Linked DNA regions of Sus scrofa: region 2 is linked to region 1. Evidence: chromatin contacts called from public Hi-C data. All regions are on one chromosome and are shown on one strand. The core of a region is the stretch at or near the end of the contact, and the rest is flanking DNA. Distances in the headings are between cores, read along the strand shown.

What was found. Hi-C and Micro-C count contacts between places; a contact is called where the count stands out from the background.
Region 2: a contact with region 1 is called in a Hi-C map of skeletal muscle, with 3 times the contacts expected there. The contact joins the enhancer-like site here to the promoter of PHLDB1 in region 1. A contact is called at or near these places in 3 of 5 promoter capture datasets (fetal skeletal muscle and liver), 17 of 47 Hi-C or Micro-C datasets (alveolar macrophages, brain, embryonic fibroblasts and 8 more) and 2 of 2 datasets of contacts at active chromatin or transcription factors (alveolar macrophages and skeletal muscle).

Annotation. Positions count from the first base shown.
Region 1 is chr9:45,900,036-45,904,053 of Sscrofa11.1, forward strand. It overlaps PHLDB1 (pleckstrin homology-like domain family B member 1), which reads left to right and starts at 2,064. Exons shown (of 26, transcript XM_021062931.1): 1 at 2,064-2,328.
Region 2 is chr9:45,943,399-45,947,416 of Sscrofa11.1, forward strand. It overlaps PHLDB1 (pleckstrin homology-like domain family B member 1), which reads left to right. Exons shown (of 26, transcript XM_021062931.1): 24 at 3,144-3,229; 25 at 3,368-3,400. Among named protein-coding and RNA genes, the nearest start is that of TREH, 20 kb to the right of the region's middle. Within about 2 kb of position 2,058, at least 11 of the 83 cell types and tissues checked have an H3K27ac peak or open chromatin away from gene starts, as enhancers often do. A contact at or near this core is called in alveolar macrophages, liver and skeletal muscle, where this site is marked.

The DNA.
Region 1 (4,018 bases), core at 814-3,313:
TTCCTTCCACACCCAGCCTTTGCCCTCTCCCCCTGCCTCCACTTCGGAAAGTCTGAAGCATGCTTGGGAAGCTGTTTTTTGCTTTCTTCTCCTCTCTTCCTCCCCCTTTCTAAGCTCCCAGCTGCTCGACCTCTTGCGTAACTGCGAGCGAGCACTGAGTGTTTTGATGGGCTCCAGATGTGGAGCAGGGTGGGGGTGGAGGGTGGGGATGGTAGGTCTGAAGTCTCCTGAGTGCTCTAACTGTGGGAACGCAGGGCCCCAACACAACAGGAACAAGGACACATTGCACAGAGCCTTTATCATGGGGTCAGCTGGTTGCTGGGCTTCGAGGACAGAGAGAAGTTGAGTGATGTCTCAACTCTGTCTCAGCATCTGCAACCTCCGTGGCAGGCTTGATTATTCCCTGAAATTCCTCCTGACCAAGACGGTAAAGAAGAGCTGGAGTTGTGAAACAGTTATGTGAAATCTCTGGGGTACCCCAATCTGAGCCCCTTCCCTCAAATGCTGGGTCTTGGCACATAGGATACAACAGTTGGGTTTTGTTTTTTTGCCTTTTCTTTCTTAATTTTTTTTTTTTAAGCAGAATAGCCTGAAAATTACTTTTATGATCTGCCTCATGAAAGATGGCTAGAATAAAAGTACTTTTATGAGCCTCAACCAGTATGAAAAAAGAATAAGAGGCTTCCACTCTCAACATTGCTCCCCACCCCTGGCCAAATCTTGGGGCTTTCCGGTACATGCTGTAGCCTGATAGTTCGACCTCTGTTAGCTATAGCAGGTAGCTGCAAAGAGCTTCCCTCCCCCTCCCCCTTTTTGTCCATTGCCTGGCTCCAGTCATCTCCTGCCTCCTGCTGTGGGGGGCCCCCTGCTAATGCTGGCCCTGTCAATGAGTGACCAGAGATTCCTGAAGTTCAACCTCCTGTCGTTCCTGAGTTAGGTAGGGAGAGAGGGTACACACTAAAGTCACTGAATCAGAACAAGACTTGTCCCTGATTTTCTGCTATTCTCCCCCCCTGGAATTGGGGGCTTTCTGCTTTCTCCTTGGGGCTTGGGGACTTTCTGCCTTCTCCTTCAGGGAGGAAGAGTCAGTCTCAGAGGTCCCTCTAATGAAAGTTAAAGGAATCCAGTCTAGCTGAGTTCAGTTCCCTGGGGCCTCCCCAGTCTCTTGAGGCAAGAGCTGGCTTTGCAAGGTAAGGATCCACTATCAGCGTTGGATTTCGGGTGGGGGTTGAAAAGGAGCATGACTTTCAGCCAGGCTCAGTGTCTAGGTTTCTCTTAGGTTTTTAGTCCCTCCTCTTTTTCCTTATTAACTTCTCAGTCCAACAGAGATCCAAACTGCTATAGGATGGTGTGCTCAACTATAAATCTATCGTTTGCCTTCCAGTTATAATCCTGCAGGTTGTGGTGGGGGTGGAGCTAACAAGGGGCCAGGATGACACTTCCATTCAGCTTTCCTGTTCTTTACAGTTTGCATGGCACTTTAACACGCCTTCTTGTACCTATCCTTGAAAATATCTGTGCCACCGTATATGCAGGGTTATCAACCCCATAAGCTGTCATGGTGGTAGGATGAGCAGGAGCGACAGAGGCCAAACCTGGATATCCCCTGAAGGTATTTGGAAATATTGAGAGTGTGTTGGAGGGCTGGGACTATGAGGTTCACTGGGAGCTGATGGAGGGTTTAGACATCTAAAGTTCGGGGCGGGGGGGGGGGGGCGGAAGTAGAGAGAAACTGTCAATCCTCAGAAGCACCTTAAAGCCTAGGCTGGAGGGTGGTCTAAGAGAGTCGGACCCGGAAAGTGAGTGGGGATGGGGGGTGTATACGGTGGTGGTGGTAGCCGAGAGCCCAGCTGCAGAGATGAACAAAGCGGGCGCTGTGCAGGCGGGGGCGGGGGGGGGGAGGTGCTGCTCTGGGAAAGGGTGGGTGGGGGGGACCTTGGGCTCCGGTCCCACAAGGGCGTCTCCTCAGGCTGGCCGGGCGGACGGGACGGGGGACGGGGGCGGGGACTAGCGGGGGGTGGGGGTGGGGGTGGGGTGGGGAATGGGGAGGCGGGACCCGCTCGCTCTCCTCCTACTTTCTGGGCTCCCAGGGAAAAGCAAGAGTGTTCTCCGGAGCCTGAGGCCTCAGAGGCTGAGCCGGGCTAAGGAACCGGTGTCCCCCTCTCCCGCCGAGGTAAGAACGTTCCCTCTCACTGAGCCTGCGAGTCCTGCTAGCTGCACTGCTGGGACAGGACAGGAGGAAATCCCAGGGGCCTGGCGACAGCCCTCAGATCAGCTTTGGGCTGGAGAGCCCGGAAGAAACCCTTAGAGGAGGAGGGGGTGCCTCAGGTGAGTGCATGGGAGCGCCAAGGTTTTTCTGCAGAATGGGCTTCGTTGCTTTCCTGGGAACTCCTTACTCTTGCCCTCCTGAGCCGCTGCCCGCGCCGCCGCCAGAGGGGGCCCTCGCGCTCCACCCCTCACCCCCTATCCCACTCTGGAAGAACGAGGACCCTGTCCCTTCAGAGTCTCCTGCGGGAACCCAGGCAGCCCGGCGATACTCCTGGGACTCGTCCGCCTGCCCCCCACACCTCTGCTCTTCCGCTGATAGAAGGACTAAGAGCACTGCACCAGGAGCGAGGGGGTCCCCTGGGGCATCTCTGCTTCTGTCCCGAGCCGGGCCTCCTTTAGGGATGGGAAAGGGATGTTAAGTAGGGCTCGGAGGCAGTAGTATCCGGGAGCGACTCGTGGGAGTATCAGTAGATAGGTGGCACATCTGGGGCCTCCCGGGCCCTCCTCGGAGGACCCGCATCTTTAGGGGTCCTGGAGGCTGGAGAGGGCTGTGGGGTCAGTGAGTTCCCGCTTGGTCTGGATTCGAATCCCTTGCGGAGTTCCCCGGGCCGAGGCTGAGCCAGGTCATCCGGGCTCCTCTGGGACTGGGAAGCGCGGGCGGGAGGGGGCCCGGGAGGGGCCGCGGGGTTGCCGAGGCGCTCGCTGACTCTTCCGCCCAGGCTGGCGCGAGCGGCGGCTGGGCCGGGAGAGCGCGCCGCCCGGCGGGGGACCCAGGGCGCCGGGGCGGGGCTGCATTCTGGGCCCGTTAGCTCAGCGGTCCCGAAGCCTCCCGGAGGGCTGACTCATCGGACCGGTCACACACAAACAAAACTCCCCACCACGTCAGGCATCCCACGAGCAGACACCCTCGGTGCCCCACCAGGCACCACCCACTCACCCTTCCCACTACACAAGCCACGCCGACACCCCTGTCTCTCTCTGCAGTTACACGTGTGGGACCCAAACATTCCTAGACCTCTACACACTCTACACACACGCCAAGCACTCTCAGGAGGTCCACATTCACACTTGCGGCGTCCCGCGCTCACGCCCTTCCCCGCGCACACACCCTTCCCCGCGCACACGCACTCCCTGACACGCAGCCCCCACGGCTCACACCCATCACATACTCAGTCCTCACGCATGCAGCTTCTTACACACGCGCTCCCTTCAAACACGCACCTCCCCTCACACACACAAATGCTACACAAGCGCCCCCCCCCCCAAGCTGCCCGCGAGGAGCCGGCGGTGTCTGGGGGCCGCCCCTTTCCCCCGCCGAGCAAACAAGCGGCCCCTTCTCCCCGCCAGGCCAAAGAAAGGCCGCTTGTCCAGCGTCAGCGGCGGGCGGGGCGGCCCGGCAGGCGGCCCAACACTGCGGCCTTGTCCCACCTGGCGGCCCCAGGGAGGGCAGCGCAGGGCGGCGCAGGGCGGCAGGGCTGCTCGGTGCGGAAACCCCACTCTGTCCCCCGGCCTTGGAGAGCTGCCCTTTTCCGGCACTCCACCTCCACCCGGTACACGCTAAAATCACACCTCAAACTACAATGGTACCTCGTCCTGCCGCCTCCTCCAGCCTGCACGCCTGAAGTCGCTCCCCACTCCTGGGTCCCCTGGCTTACCCTCCGGCCCCCTCTTTTCCTCCAGGGCTCTGCCTCTCGCCTCTCTTCCTCCCCTCCCTGTCTCCCCCGCCATGGCCCTGGGTACCTTCGACTGC
Region 2 (4,018 bases), core at 808-3,307, 43 kb after region 1:
CAGGGCTCTACCCTCTACATGCATTGTCTCGTTTATTTTCATAATAACCTTGTGAGGGAAGCACTATTTTTACACCCATTTTACAGATGAGGAAAATTAGGCTCAGAGATGTTAGGAAACTTGCCCAAGGGGTCTCAGCGGCCAAGCAGCAGGGCTAAGACTGAACTTGGGCAACTCAGGGAGAGACAGAGCTGCACCCTGGGGCAGGCCCTCCCTGGTGGGGAAGGAGGAAAAGGAGGCACCAGCCAAGGACAAGAGGCAGGAAGCCACATGTAGGTGCTGGGCTGGCACTTGGCATATGCGACCTTCCTTAATGTCTATGAAACAAAAGGAGACCTGGTCAGGGGAAGGGGAGGGCGGGGCAGAAACTGAGAAGGAAGCTAACCAAAGGAGTAGATGTGTGCAAGCGGGGGCCGTCACAATCATGCTGGGTGCTGCAGAAAGGCGACGAGTAATGTGGACCCAAAGGCTGTTTGATTCAGGGATTGGAGCTTGATGAGAGAATCGTCTCCACTGCGTACTAGGGTGGGAGCCAGATTGCACAAGGTCGAGGGTAGGTGGGTGGTAAGGAAACAGAGAGGCAGGAATGTGTTACTATTTCCAGGAAAGGAAGAGATGGGAGACAATGGAGGCTTCAGGGATGGCCGGGCCAGGGGCCGGGATGGGGCTGGGTCGCTGTCCCGAGGAGGAAGTGTCCAAGGGAGATGGGCCTGTGGCTGGGTCAGGACCCTGGCTGTGCCTTGCCTGCTCCTCAGCTCGTCCATTCTCCCTGCCCTTGCCTGCACTGTCTTCCCACCTACCCCGTGAAACCCCTCCATCCTGCAGGGTCCAGATCAGAATCCACCTCTGGGAAGCCTTTCCTGGCCCCAGCTCACTGGAAACGATTCCTGCCCTCAGGTATAACTCCTGTGTTACACAGGCTCCATCTGCCATGTGACATCAGCCCTGGGGCATATTGATGTCATGACAGATGCCACATGTGTTGTGCCAGACACGGTGCTGAGCCCTTGGAGTGTGTTTTGTCCCTTCATATTCAGGACCACCTGCGACCTGCAGGTGTTCTCTTGGAATCCTAACCATGCCCAAGTCAGACAGCTGATGAAGGGCTGTGTGCCTGTGCTTTCTTCCCTGCTAGGTTGTGGGTTCCTAAGAGAAGGGTCTCTGAGTTCCTACTGTGGTACAGTGGGTTAAGGATCTGGCATTGTCTCTAGCAGTGCAGGTTTGATCCCTAGCCGGGCGCAGTGAGGTAAGGATCCAGCATTGCCCCAGCTGTGACACAGGTTGCAGTCTTAGCTTAGATTCATTCCATGGTCTGGAAACTTCCATATGCCTCAGGTGTAGACAAAAAAGAAAAGAAAAAAAAAAAAGAGAGAGAGAGAGAGAAAGGTCTCTTACTTTTCTTTGGATCCCAGTGCCTCTGACTCATTTATTCAACATTGACTGAACACTTCCCTTTTGCTAGGCACGCAGTCCGTGTTGGAGGAGCTAGACCTGTGAACAGATAAAAGAGCATTCAGATTCAGCAGAATAAGTTCTGTACAGAGGAACATGTATTGTGAAAGCATAGGAGACACAGCTGTGCACTAGTGGTGACATTTGCAAAGGGTTTTGGAAATGACGTAGGAGTTTGCCAAGGGATTGGGCTGGAGACCATTCCAGTGTTGGCAGAGTGGGCTGTTAAGCGACCGTGAGAAGCTCAGCCTGGCCAGATAGCACGTGGGGCTGGTGCAGGGGAGGGACATGAGGCAAGGCCAGAGGGACGTGTTGGCACCGAACTGCCAGTAGCCTTTGCCAGTAACCTTTGTCAATAACCAGGGAGGCAGCAGCTTCCAGTGAAGGAACCCCAGAGACGCTGTGAGCTGAGGCAGCAGGATTCAATTTGCTTCAGAAAGCTCAGCCCCTGGGCCTGAGGGAAGGCGGGTTTGGGGCAGAGGTGGGGCAGGGCACACCAGGAGGCTGTAGTGATGATCCAGGGTCAGTGATTCAGGCTGAACCAGCCCAGGAGGTGGGTGGGAGAAGGTGCCTGTGTCAGCCTTGGTCATCGGCGTGTGGTGACCGTGTGACCTTTTCTGTGTGACTCAGGCTTGCTGTCCAGGCTGTCTGTTGGGTGCCTGCTCAGTGTCTGCACACGAGGGGGTGGGCCAGGCCCTGTGCTTTTGCTGCCAGTGCTCTGCCCCCACTGGAGCGGGCATCTGCTCTGTCTGCCCACCTCCTTCCTGCCACCCTTCCCTCCTGATGCCTTATGCTCCTATTTTTGAGTGTTGGTGTTGAGCAGATAAATGCATTCACATGCTAAGAACTTCAAACACAGAAAAAGGTTTAAATTGAGAATTATGCCCTGTCTCACTAGAGATAACTTCTTTTGTTAATCTCTTGTGTATCCTTCTAGAGTCTCTTTAGGGAATATAAACAAATGCAAACATATATTCTTAACCTGTTTCTCACACAGAAAGTAGCACACGATACAATCTTTGTTGTTCTGCTAATGTAACTTAGAGTTCTGTCTCAGACATAGGTCTATCTAGATATTTAAATCTGGATGTATTTTATAGATTTACTTCTGAATCTGCATCAGATATTTCTCTGTCATTCTGTTCAAGCACTGTGTGTGTTCTGCCGAGTGGTGCAGTCTAATTTACTTAGCCATCGCCACTTGCTGGATACGTGGGTTGTTTCCAGTCTTTTGTGACTGTAAATACTGCTGGGGTGACTTATCTTGTAAATTTGTTATTTTGTACATTGTAAGATGAATTTTCATCAGTGTAAACATTGGCTCAAAGGGCAAATGCCTTTCTAACTTTGGAGGATATGGCCAAATCGTTCATAAATACCAACTATACTCCCACCTCTCGGGTTTATCATTCTACCTATTTCCCCACAGACTTGCCAAAAGTATGCTGTGTATTTTGGGTATATTCTTGCCATTGCGATAAGTGGGAAGTGGTGTCTGGGTGGAGTTCTGATTCGCAGCCTCTGTCATTCTGAGGGAAGCTGAGCACCAACTCGGTCCTTGGGGCTCCCTGCTGGGCTCTGCTGTGGAGGCCTGGGAATCACCCTGTTTCCTGGATGGGGACGCTCCAGGTCCATGGCGCCTGACCGGAAGTGTGACAGGCCTCCTCAGCCCGGCCCTTATTCCTTTGCAGACAAGCATGAGACGAAGCTGAAGGGGGTCATCTATTTCCAGGCCATCGAGGAAGTGTACTATGACCACCTGCGCAGTGCAGCCAAGGTGAGGGCCAGAGGGGCAGCCCGGGGAAGGGGAAGGGGAAGGGGAAGGGGTGGGCCCAGCCCGCTCTTTTCTGGCCTCAGACCCGTTCCTTGTGCCCTTTGTAAACATTCTCTTCCTCTCTCCCTCTCCCTTTCCCAGAAGAGGTTTTTCAGCTTCACTCTGGTGACTGAGGTACCCCTCCCCACGTACCTGTAACTAGAACTACCGCACATTAACGCCTCCTATGCCCTCTCACCCCTGACCCTTGACTCTCCCCTAAGCCCCTTCCCCCCGGGCCTGAGGGAGGAGCCAGGTGGGTTGCAGAGCAGGAAGCCCCTGTGGGTTCCAGTGGGCTTGCTTGCCTCCCTCTCCTAGGATGGCGGCAGGAGGTCTCTGGCGCAGCGCAGAAGGGATGCAGAAGGGAGTGGGGGGCCTCAGAGATTAGACTTGGTGCAGAGGATTGATCAACAGGAGAGGTTTGAGGCTGCGGCCGGCTGCCTTCATGCAAGTCGGCCTCTCTCCCGCCAAGCCTCAGACGCCCGCTCCAGCCCTCATCTCTGCTCCTCTGGGGCCCTGGAGCCCAGCATCCCAGCTTTCCCCATCTGTTCCTCTTTTGCTGAGAAGAGCCTCTGGCCCTTGCTGGAACAGCTCTTTGAGTAATTCTTTTTTTTTTTGGTCTTTTAGGGCTGCACCTGCAGCGTATGGAAGGGCAGGCTAGGGTTTGAATTGGAGCTACAGCTATAGGCCTAGGCCACAGCCACAGCAATGCGGGATCTGAGCGATGCCTGTGACCTGCAGCACAGCTCACGG